2 separate regions of the Hordeum vulgare genome follow, and region 1 is linked to region 2. The links are chromatin contacts, called in public Hi-C maps. All regions are on one chromosome and are shown on one strand. The core of a region is the stretch at or near the end of the contact, and the rest is flanking DNA. Distances in the headings are between cores, read along the strand shown. Region 1 holds the start of LOC123452035 (myosin-3-like). Region 2 holds the start of LOC123395435 (poly [ADP-ribose] polymerase tankyrase-2-like).

Region 1 (4,126 bases), core at 254-2,753, 420 kb before region 2:
AGAAAAATAGGTGAAGTATTTTTGTTCTGGATAACATTAAAAAAATATTGCATAATTATTATAAGAAATCACCTCACAAATATGCAAATATGAAATATTTTTGGTCGTATCCAAGGTAGCCATGTCCTCATTAACTGTCCTACCGCTTGGCAAGGGTAGTATAAGGGTCATATCAAGATTTGCACTGTCATACTTAGGTCGTGGCCTCACAAGATCTCTGGATCTGACACTCTTTTTTTGGCATGGCCGGATCACATAATGATATCAACGTGCTTCAACGCTCGCTGGTGTTTGCAAGGCTTGCGGAAGGCAAGAGCCTACCAGTGAATGTTACCATCAACGGCCACAACTACGACAAAGGATACTACCTGGGTGACGGTATCTATCCTAAGTGAACCACTATTCTGAAGACAATCTTCGACCCTGTCGAAGAGAAGAGTAAAAGATTTCCCCAAGAGCAAGAGAGTGCTAGGAAGGACGTCGAGCGTGCATTTGGTGTTTTACAATCTCGACGGGGCATCATTTTGTACCCTGCTAGGACTTGAAGCACCAAGAAGCTGTGGGAGATGATGACAGCTTGTGTGATTATGCACAATATGGTCGTAGAAGATGAACGTATGAAATATATTTATGATCAAGGGTTTTAGTTTCACGGTGAGAATGTTGTGCCTCAGCATGAAGGGGCGGGAATGTTTGAACAGTTCGTCTAATTTCATCATAAAATGCGTAATTGAAAAACTCACATGAAGCTGCAAAATGATTTAGTTGAGCATATGTGAGCTCATGTTGGCAACCAATAGATGTATCTTTTTTCATATGTATTTGAAATAATTTAATTTTTATTCGATTTGTAAAACTATACTTGTTTATTTGAAAATTATGTTTTATTTGGTTATGAAACTACGGTGTTTTTTTATATATCTTCTTTTATATGTCTTCTTGTCAAATAATACAAAACATATGCATATTTGTTAAAGAAAGCATGGTCAGACGGCCACGCCGATAAATATGGGTTACGGATGTTAGACGCATTGTCAATCCAAATCTTAAACAAGATGGACGTCAAACGAACGCGGTCGACCCAAACAAATAAAAAACAGATTAAAACGTAGTTCGATTGGATCGACGCGTTGAAGTTGCTTTATCTGATTAAAAGAACTCGCAAGAAACTAAGAATATCTTTTTTTCTATTTTTGAGAAGGAAAAGAAAAAGAAAAGCCCAAGCACCGGAGATTCGTTCTGCGTCACACGCGTATTTCCTCGCCTGCGATTCGATGCGCCGCAGCACGCGATAAGCCTACGGACTACGGCTCATCTAGGCCGTCCGTTCGTTTCCATTTCAAACCCTCTCGCCCACCCAACGGTCGTCTCGCAGCATCTCTCACCCACGGACCCACCATTACTTCTCTCGCAGGCCTGTGGGCCAGCAAAACGGTGGACCCACGGGTCAGCGAGACGCTCCCGCTACATAAATCCGCACCGGGAACCGTCTCCTTTCAGCCACACGCGAACCCTAGGATAGACATGGCCAAGAAAAAGTCCTCCTCCGCCGCCGCCGCCGCCGCCAACGGCAGCGGCAACGGCAACGGCAACCACGCCACCGCCGCCGCCAACGGCAATGGCGACGGCAATCACGCCGCCCCCGCCAACGGCAACGGCAATCACGCCGCCCCCGCCAACGGCAACGGCAACCACGCTGCCCCGGTGCTGGCGCCGGGGATGGAGGAGAAGCGCGACTCATCGCCGGAGCGGGACCGGAAGTCGCAGCAGCTCAAGACGCTCAACTCCATGCTCCTCAAGGAGGCGGTCGAGCGGCGCGGCCAGGTGGCCGCGCTCACGGCGCGCCTCGAGGAGATCTCTGCCGATGGCGACGCGCTCGACGCCGCGGAGCGCGCCGTCGCACAAGCCGCCCTCGCCGCGCCCCTCCGCGCCGCAGCCGACGAGGCATCTGCTCTCCGCGCACGCCTCGCCGCTGTCCAGGATTCGCTCCGGCTCGCGGAATCGAGGGCCGCGCTCGAGACGGGGGCCAAGGACGATGCCAACACGCGCCTTGAGGCGGCCGCTGGGGAGAAGGCACGGTTCCTGAAACTTCTCCAGGCCAAGGAGGCGGAGGTGGCGTCCATATCCAACAAGGTCGCGAGCCTGTCGGCCATGATGACGGAGTTGGAGGGCAACAATTCCGAGCTGTTGAGTCAGAATGGCGAACTCGTGAAGCAATTGGAGGAGACAAAGGAGGCGGTTCGGGTGGTCTCCTGCCAGAAGGCAGAGGTGGAGAGAAGCTTCCAGGAATTCAAGAAAGAATCTGAGGCGTTCCGGGTGGAAATGGAGGGGGAGTTGAAGGCGAGGGTGGAGGAACTGAAGGTGCTGGGATCCAAGAAGGAGGAGATGGATGCAAGGCTGGCGTCTTTGGAAACAGAGCTCGCATTGTCTGTGACTAGGACACGGGGATTAGAGGCTGAAGTGATGGCAAAGAAGAGGGAGCTTGATTTGTTGAAGGGCAGAAGTGATGAGCTCCAATCAGAGGTTGCTGAAGCAGAGAAGAAGCACAGCATGTCTGCAGCAGAGGTTGACAGGCTCAGGATGGAATTGGGTGTGTTGGTGAAGGCAAAGGAGGTTGCTTCCAAGGCATTCGATGCTGAGAAGACTGAAATCGTGAAGGAATTGGAGGCCCTCAAGAGGAAGGTGGAGGAAATCCAGGCTGACAAGGAGGCAGCTGAGGGGGTGACACGTGAGAAGGATGCTCAGACCGTTAAGCTGAGGGCTGAGTTGGAGGAGCTCCATGTTTCCATGTCACAGCTACAAACATCATGTGATGAACTTGATACCAAGCATTCACGCCTGCAGAGCGAGAAGAATTCAGTTCAGAAAGCACTGGATGCTGAGAAGGCTGAAGCAGGGAAGCTGATGTCGAAAATCAAGGCACTGGAGAACTGCAATGGTAAAATGGACAGTGAGATTGGAGAGTTGAGGATGGCATTGAAGGAAAAGAATGGAAAGATTGAAGACCTTACCAAGGAGGCTGAGGTGCTGCAGCTCGCAGTGGCTGAAGCGCAGAAGAAGAACAAGGGTGGTATCTGGGCGTGGGTGTATGCCGCCGCCACCACCACCGTGGTGGCCGCGATCTCCCTTATCTATGCTACCAGGGGCCAGTGAAGGAGTGCACTTTTCTTTTTTCCTTTTTCTATGTTGATCCTCTGTTTGCATGCTAGTATGCCACTCGGAATGGTCAGGTTGTTATCTAGCTGCATCACATATGATGAATCGGCTGGTACTATGCAATGAAGTCAAATTTTTGCTTGCATTCTGGTAATATGTTTGTTCTTGTTGCTGGTAATATGAACAAGGGTGGTATCTGGGCGTGGGTGTATGCCGCCACCACCACCGTGGTGGCCGCGATCTCCTTTATCTATGCTACCAGGGGCCAGTGAAGGAGTGCACTTTTCTTTTTTCCTTTTTCTATGTTGATCCTCTGTTTGCATGCTAGTATGCCACTCGGAATGGTCAGGTTGTTATCTAGCTGCATCACATATGATGAATCGGCTGGTACTATGCAATGAAGTCAAATTTTTGCTTGCATTCTGGTAATATGTTTGTTCTTGTTGCTGTTGATGTTCATGTGTTTTGTCTGTGAAGTTCTGTGCCATGATGATTGCTGGATGTTTTGCTGTCACTTGTCAGGGCAAGCATTAAGGGTATATGGGGATTTCCTGTTGGTGTTGTTTTATCATGTCGGCTTGCATGATGGACCTTGAGCTGGTAGGATGTTACAGTTGTTACTTGACCAGTACTGGGTGTGTTAAGTAGGCACGATTCTTTGTTATAGACTTCTTCCAGTGCTCACTTATAACTAAACATAGAGTTGTGTTCTCATTTTGAATCTGCTACTTTTTGCATTGGCACTACCTTTGCATCATGAGCAAATGTTTTTGAGTCCTGCGCCGATAGCACTAGGACACAATGATTGCTTTCCAGTTTCCACAGAAATACAGTAGTGATGATATATCGATAATATAGCACTGGGACACAAGTACTGTTTTAGCTGTCCTGCATTTGCTCATGTATGTACAGAAATACAAAGAAAGGGCCTTTCTCAACCACATGGAAACACTATGAAGAGGGCCAAAAG
Region 2 (4,195 bases), core at 709-3,208:
TTGTGCTACATTGCAGCATCGACGGCGAGCGGCATCGGCACCCCCTTGCGTGTTGCATTCTAGCGAGCGGCGGCCATCTCTGACGCCCCCCTTGTGTTGCATTGCAGCACCGACGATGGACGGTGCTGGCCTCCCCTTGCGTGCTGTGTTGTAGCAGTATGAGCGACGCCGTCTCCAACATCTTGCTTTGTGTCGCATTGCAACCCCGACGATGAGCTGCAGTGCAATCGTGGCAAGGATGCATCGCGTCGCCCCGTCGTTTGGAGCAAAAATAGATGTTGACGCGGGGATGCACCGGGAGGTGGTCGTCGTTGTTCCTCTCGGTTCGCTACAGCGATGGGTGAGTGGTTGCAGTCTTCACAAAAGCCATCTCGTGTCTCAGTGCGACGAACAAAAGAAAGAGATAGGAGGGGAAAGATGAACATGAGAACCTACGAACGAAGAAGCGCGTACGAAGAGATAAGAAGAGGCTAGAGGGGAATAGGGACACGTGTTGACTAGTGGACGCGGTTTACGGAAGGAGAGAATCAGTCGGTTGAATTAAGGCCAACTTCAGCGGGCGACCCTATCTTGTCTGCTCGCGTCCATTTTGGGCAAAAGGGACACACCACGTGGCCCAGCGCGCGGGTGCAAACGGACGTTTGTCCGTTTTCTGTCCGCTTTTGACCCATTTCCGGACCAAACTTGGTCCGATTTTGAGGTGAAAGGGACAGCGCGCGGATGCCGCACAGACGGGCGGGACGCGCGCGCTTGTCCTCCCGTGGCCCGCCCGTTGGTGGCACAAAGCAGCACGACCTTCCCGCCCCATGCCCCATTCCAATTCATTTCCCCCCAAAACCCTCCCACGCCCCGCCCTCCCCTCCGCCCGCCTTGGCCAATCCCCCGCCGAATTCCGATGACCCGACTGTCGTCCCGGCCACCAAGGCGAAGAAGAAGAAGGCGCCCAAGGGTATGAAGGAGACGCGGTCGGAACTCACGTCGGAGGAGATCGCAAAGCTGGACGTGGAATCGGCCAAGAGGCGGAACCGGCGGGCGGAGGCGAAGCGGAAGGACGCCGCGTCCGCGTACGCCATCGAGCATGCTGCGTTGGAGGCCGCACGACAGAAGGCCGATGCTTAAGAGAAGGAGGCCATCGTCAGCAAGGCGCACGCCCTCCTCATGATGAGGTTGTGCCGTTCGATGAGCTTCTCGGTTGCGCCCGTCGGGCCGGCGAGCACATGCTCGTCGGTTGTCCGGCCTTCGCAGTGCCGCTCCACGACGTCGTCGACCACACCATTGTCGCCCGGTTTCCCTCCGCCCACGTGCCAAGCCCATACCCGTTTATCGGGGTCGCCAGAAGTCAGCGTGATCGCGCCGTTCATGCCGCGCCCCCTCGGCCGTCATCGACCTCAACGTCACGCCGGGTCGTGCAGCGGCGGCCGCCCGTCCGTGGAGATGCAAAGAAAGCAAGCCGACCGTGTTGCCGGCCGCTGGCTGTGTTGCCGGCGAGGACGTGTAGGCTGGCCGTGTTGCCGCGTGATCTAAGGCCGCTTGCGTGAACTATGGGCCGTGGCTATTCGAATGCTTGTGTTTGAAAATGAGGCGGAGAGGATACGGCCAAGGATGCGTCCGCGTGTTGGGCGCACGGTCACCGTATCCCAGAAATGACCCAAGCACGACCCCATTACCCGTTCCAAACGGACAGAATTCGGACAAAACGAATGTTTGGATGGGGTCGCGCGCTGAAGTTGGTCTAAACACGTTTGCTTGTGCAAAAGGCGCCGGTTAAAAAAAAGATTTAGATTGATGAACAGAGGAAAGTAGTGTTTCCACCTATCGTCCTCGCAGCGGATCCACCGGCCACCCGACATCGCATTCGAGTCTCGAGCATCAGGTACCCACCGAAAAGATAAAGAAACTAGAGCAACCTCACGTGACACGGAAGCAAAACTAGCGTGACACGCGTTAACATTACTAGCATGGACACGTGAGGCCCACTCGTTTCCCGTGCACTCCACGAGCCCCGTCTGGCGCCACATACCACCGCCTGCTTTCCCCTCCCCCTACCCAAATCCTCACTCCACTCGCCCCGCCCAGCCCAGCCAGATCTTTGGAACCTTCAGCAACCCTAGGGCCCCAGCGAGAGGGCACTGCCTCTGCCGCCGCCATGGCCCCCAACCCCGCCGCAATCGCCCTCCTGGCCGCCCTCGACGGCAATCTCCGCCTCCTCAAGAGTAAGTGCCGTCGTCTTTGCCGCTGTCTCCTCTTCTATCTAGTGTCGGATGAAATGCTTTTTGATACCGGCGTCTCCATTGTCCCGGACACTCTCGTCTAGTAATGCTTATGTAGCGTGGTCGAATCTGATGTTCTCTCCGGTTAGTTTCTGAAAAAAACGGGCGTTAGTTCCTTCGGCTTTGTTCTTCAAGTTAGGCAGTAACCACCTTTTTTTTTTAGACTGCATCTGCATGTATAGATAACTTCCGTATCTAGGTCGATCTGGAGCCTCAGACGGTGCAAATATCTCCTCAATCCACCACGCTCCTCAGAATTTTCATGATTGTGTTATTTGATTTTTGTTGCATCTGCAATTTCTCTATGCTAGAAATGTCCAAGAAGATGGATTTGAGGCAAACAAAGGACCCCAAAGGGCTAAACGCACTCCATTTCGCTGCAAATAAGGGGTCCCTGGAGATTTGTAAGTTCCTGGTGGAGGAAGTGGGGGTCGATATCAACTCCGTGTCAAGCGTAGGTAAAATCTGTGCACCAATAACAGGAGGCTCGACCTTGATTATATCAGTACTTGCTGCTGAAATGCTGCATTCTCCTTGTAGGTGCAACACCGATGTTTTACGCTGCACTGAAGGGAAATGTTCAGGTTGCCAGGTATCTTCTAGATCATGGCAGCGATCCGGCAAAACCTAGTGAGAGGGGCTTAACGCCGCTGCACAATGCAGCAGAGCATGGTGCGTTCCTCATTCTTCATTTCACTTAGTCTCTGAAATAGATGGAAGGCTTACAGGATAGTACTAGCTTACAAATGTTCTTTATACTATGTAGAAGCTCCTTCTCTGCTTAACTTGGCCTTCATTATATATTTGTTGTGCCTCTAGGTCATTGTGAGATTGTAAGACTGTTGCTGTCCAAAGGAGTTGACGTGGATGTTATCAATTACCGAGGGACACCATTGCACATGACTGCTGCAAAGGGTCAGCATCAGGCCATGAAAATTCTGCTGGAGCATGGCGCTGATGTAAGCTGTTGATTTCACACCTAATCGCATTGCATGCACAGTTCTAAATAAAAAATAAAATGCGAAAATTAGTTACCTTTAGCTTGAAGATGATGAAATGGTTCGCTCTGGAGATGCATCAGAATACTTGCTGGGCATAATTTTAATTATTCATTCGCGATTCATTTGCCTTACAGCCCAACAGAGTAGTCAATCATATCTTCTCACCACTAATGATGGCATGCTGTGGGAACTCCTTGGAATGCATGAAGCTACTGATTGAGGTCCGGTAACTTGTCTGCTCAATTTAACGTATTTATGTTTGACTAGTCAATTATGTCGACCTCTAAACAATTGTTTGGAGCAGAATGCAGGTTAAATGTGCAAATCCTATCTCTAAAGCTACCTTCGCATTTTGTATTTTCAATTCAATAGGCTGGTGCTGATGTGAATGGTAATAGTACCTCTGGACCAACTCCTTTAACGGGGGCAGTTGATGATGGCTCAACTGAATTCGTCAAGTTCTTGCTGGAGGCTGGAGCTGACCCTAACATTCCTAACCAGGTAAAATAGCTGCGGCTTTGGTGCTTCTGTTTAGCTATTTTAATGCTTTCATGCTCGCAGTCTTGCCTCCCTTGCAGACCTATGGCTGCATGGGAATCTATTATGCTATTACTAAGGTATCCCGATCAAAAAGTTGTGTTGTATACTCACTATAGACTGACCATGTGTCAAGTATTGTGCCACCAGTGTGTATGATCTGAACCTACCGGTCTGACGATTTTAGCGAGTGCCACGATTACTCTGAGCCTAACAGAATCACAACACTCGATGAAACTTCAGAAGTTCAGAGTGATGTTGCTACATCTTCAAATTTTGTTAGCTTCAAAATTCTAATAGTCTAATACGGCCATCAGGATGAATTGATGAATAACTAGTTTTTATGATATTTTGCCGGCATAACATAGCACAGAGAACTAGGGTGAA

Evidence for each region. A called contact is a pair of places that touch in the nucleus more often than the background predicts.
Region 1: a Hi-C map of seedling shows a contact between it and region 2, with 4 times the contacts expected there. The contact joins the promoter of LOC123452035 here to the promoter of LOC123395435 in region 2. A contact is called at or near these places in 1 of 6 Hi-C or Micro-C datasets (seedling) and 1 of 1 datasets of contacts at active chromatin or transcription factors (embryo).

The regions. Positions count from the first base shown.
Region 1 is chr5H:134,741,313-134,745,438 of MorexV3_pseudomolecules_assembly, reverse strand. LOC123452035 (myosin-3-like) reads left to right here and starts at 1,503. Exons shown (of 2, transcript XM_045128611.1): 1 at 1,503-3,074; 2 at 3,353-3,576. The coding sequence starts at 1,525. The coding sequence ends at 3,428.
Region 2 is chr5H:134,326,498-134,330,692 of MorexV3_pseudomolecules_assembly, reverse strand. LOC123395435 (poly [ADP-ribose] polymerase tankyrase-2-like) reads left to right here and starts at 1,958. Exons shown (of 11, transcript XM_045090436.1): 1 at 1,958-2,213; 2 at 2,582-2,728; 3 at 2,811-2,942; 4 at 3,090-3,229; 5 at 3,406-3,492; 6 at 3,644-3,772. The coding sequence starts at 2,147.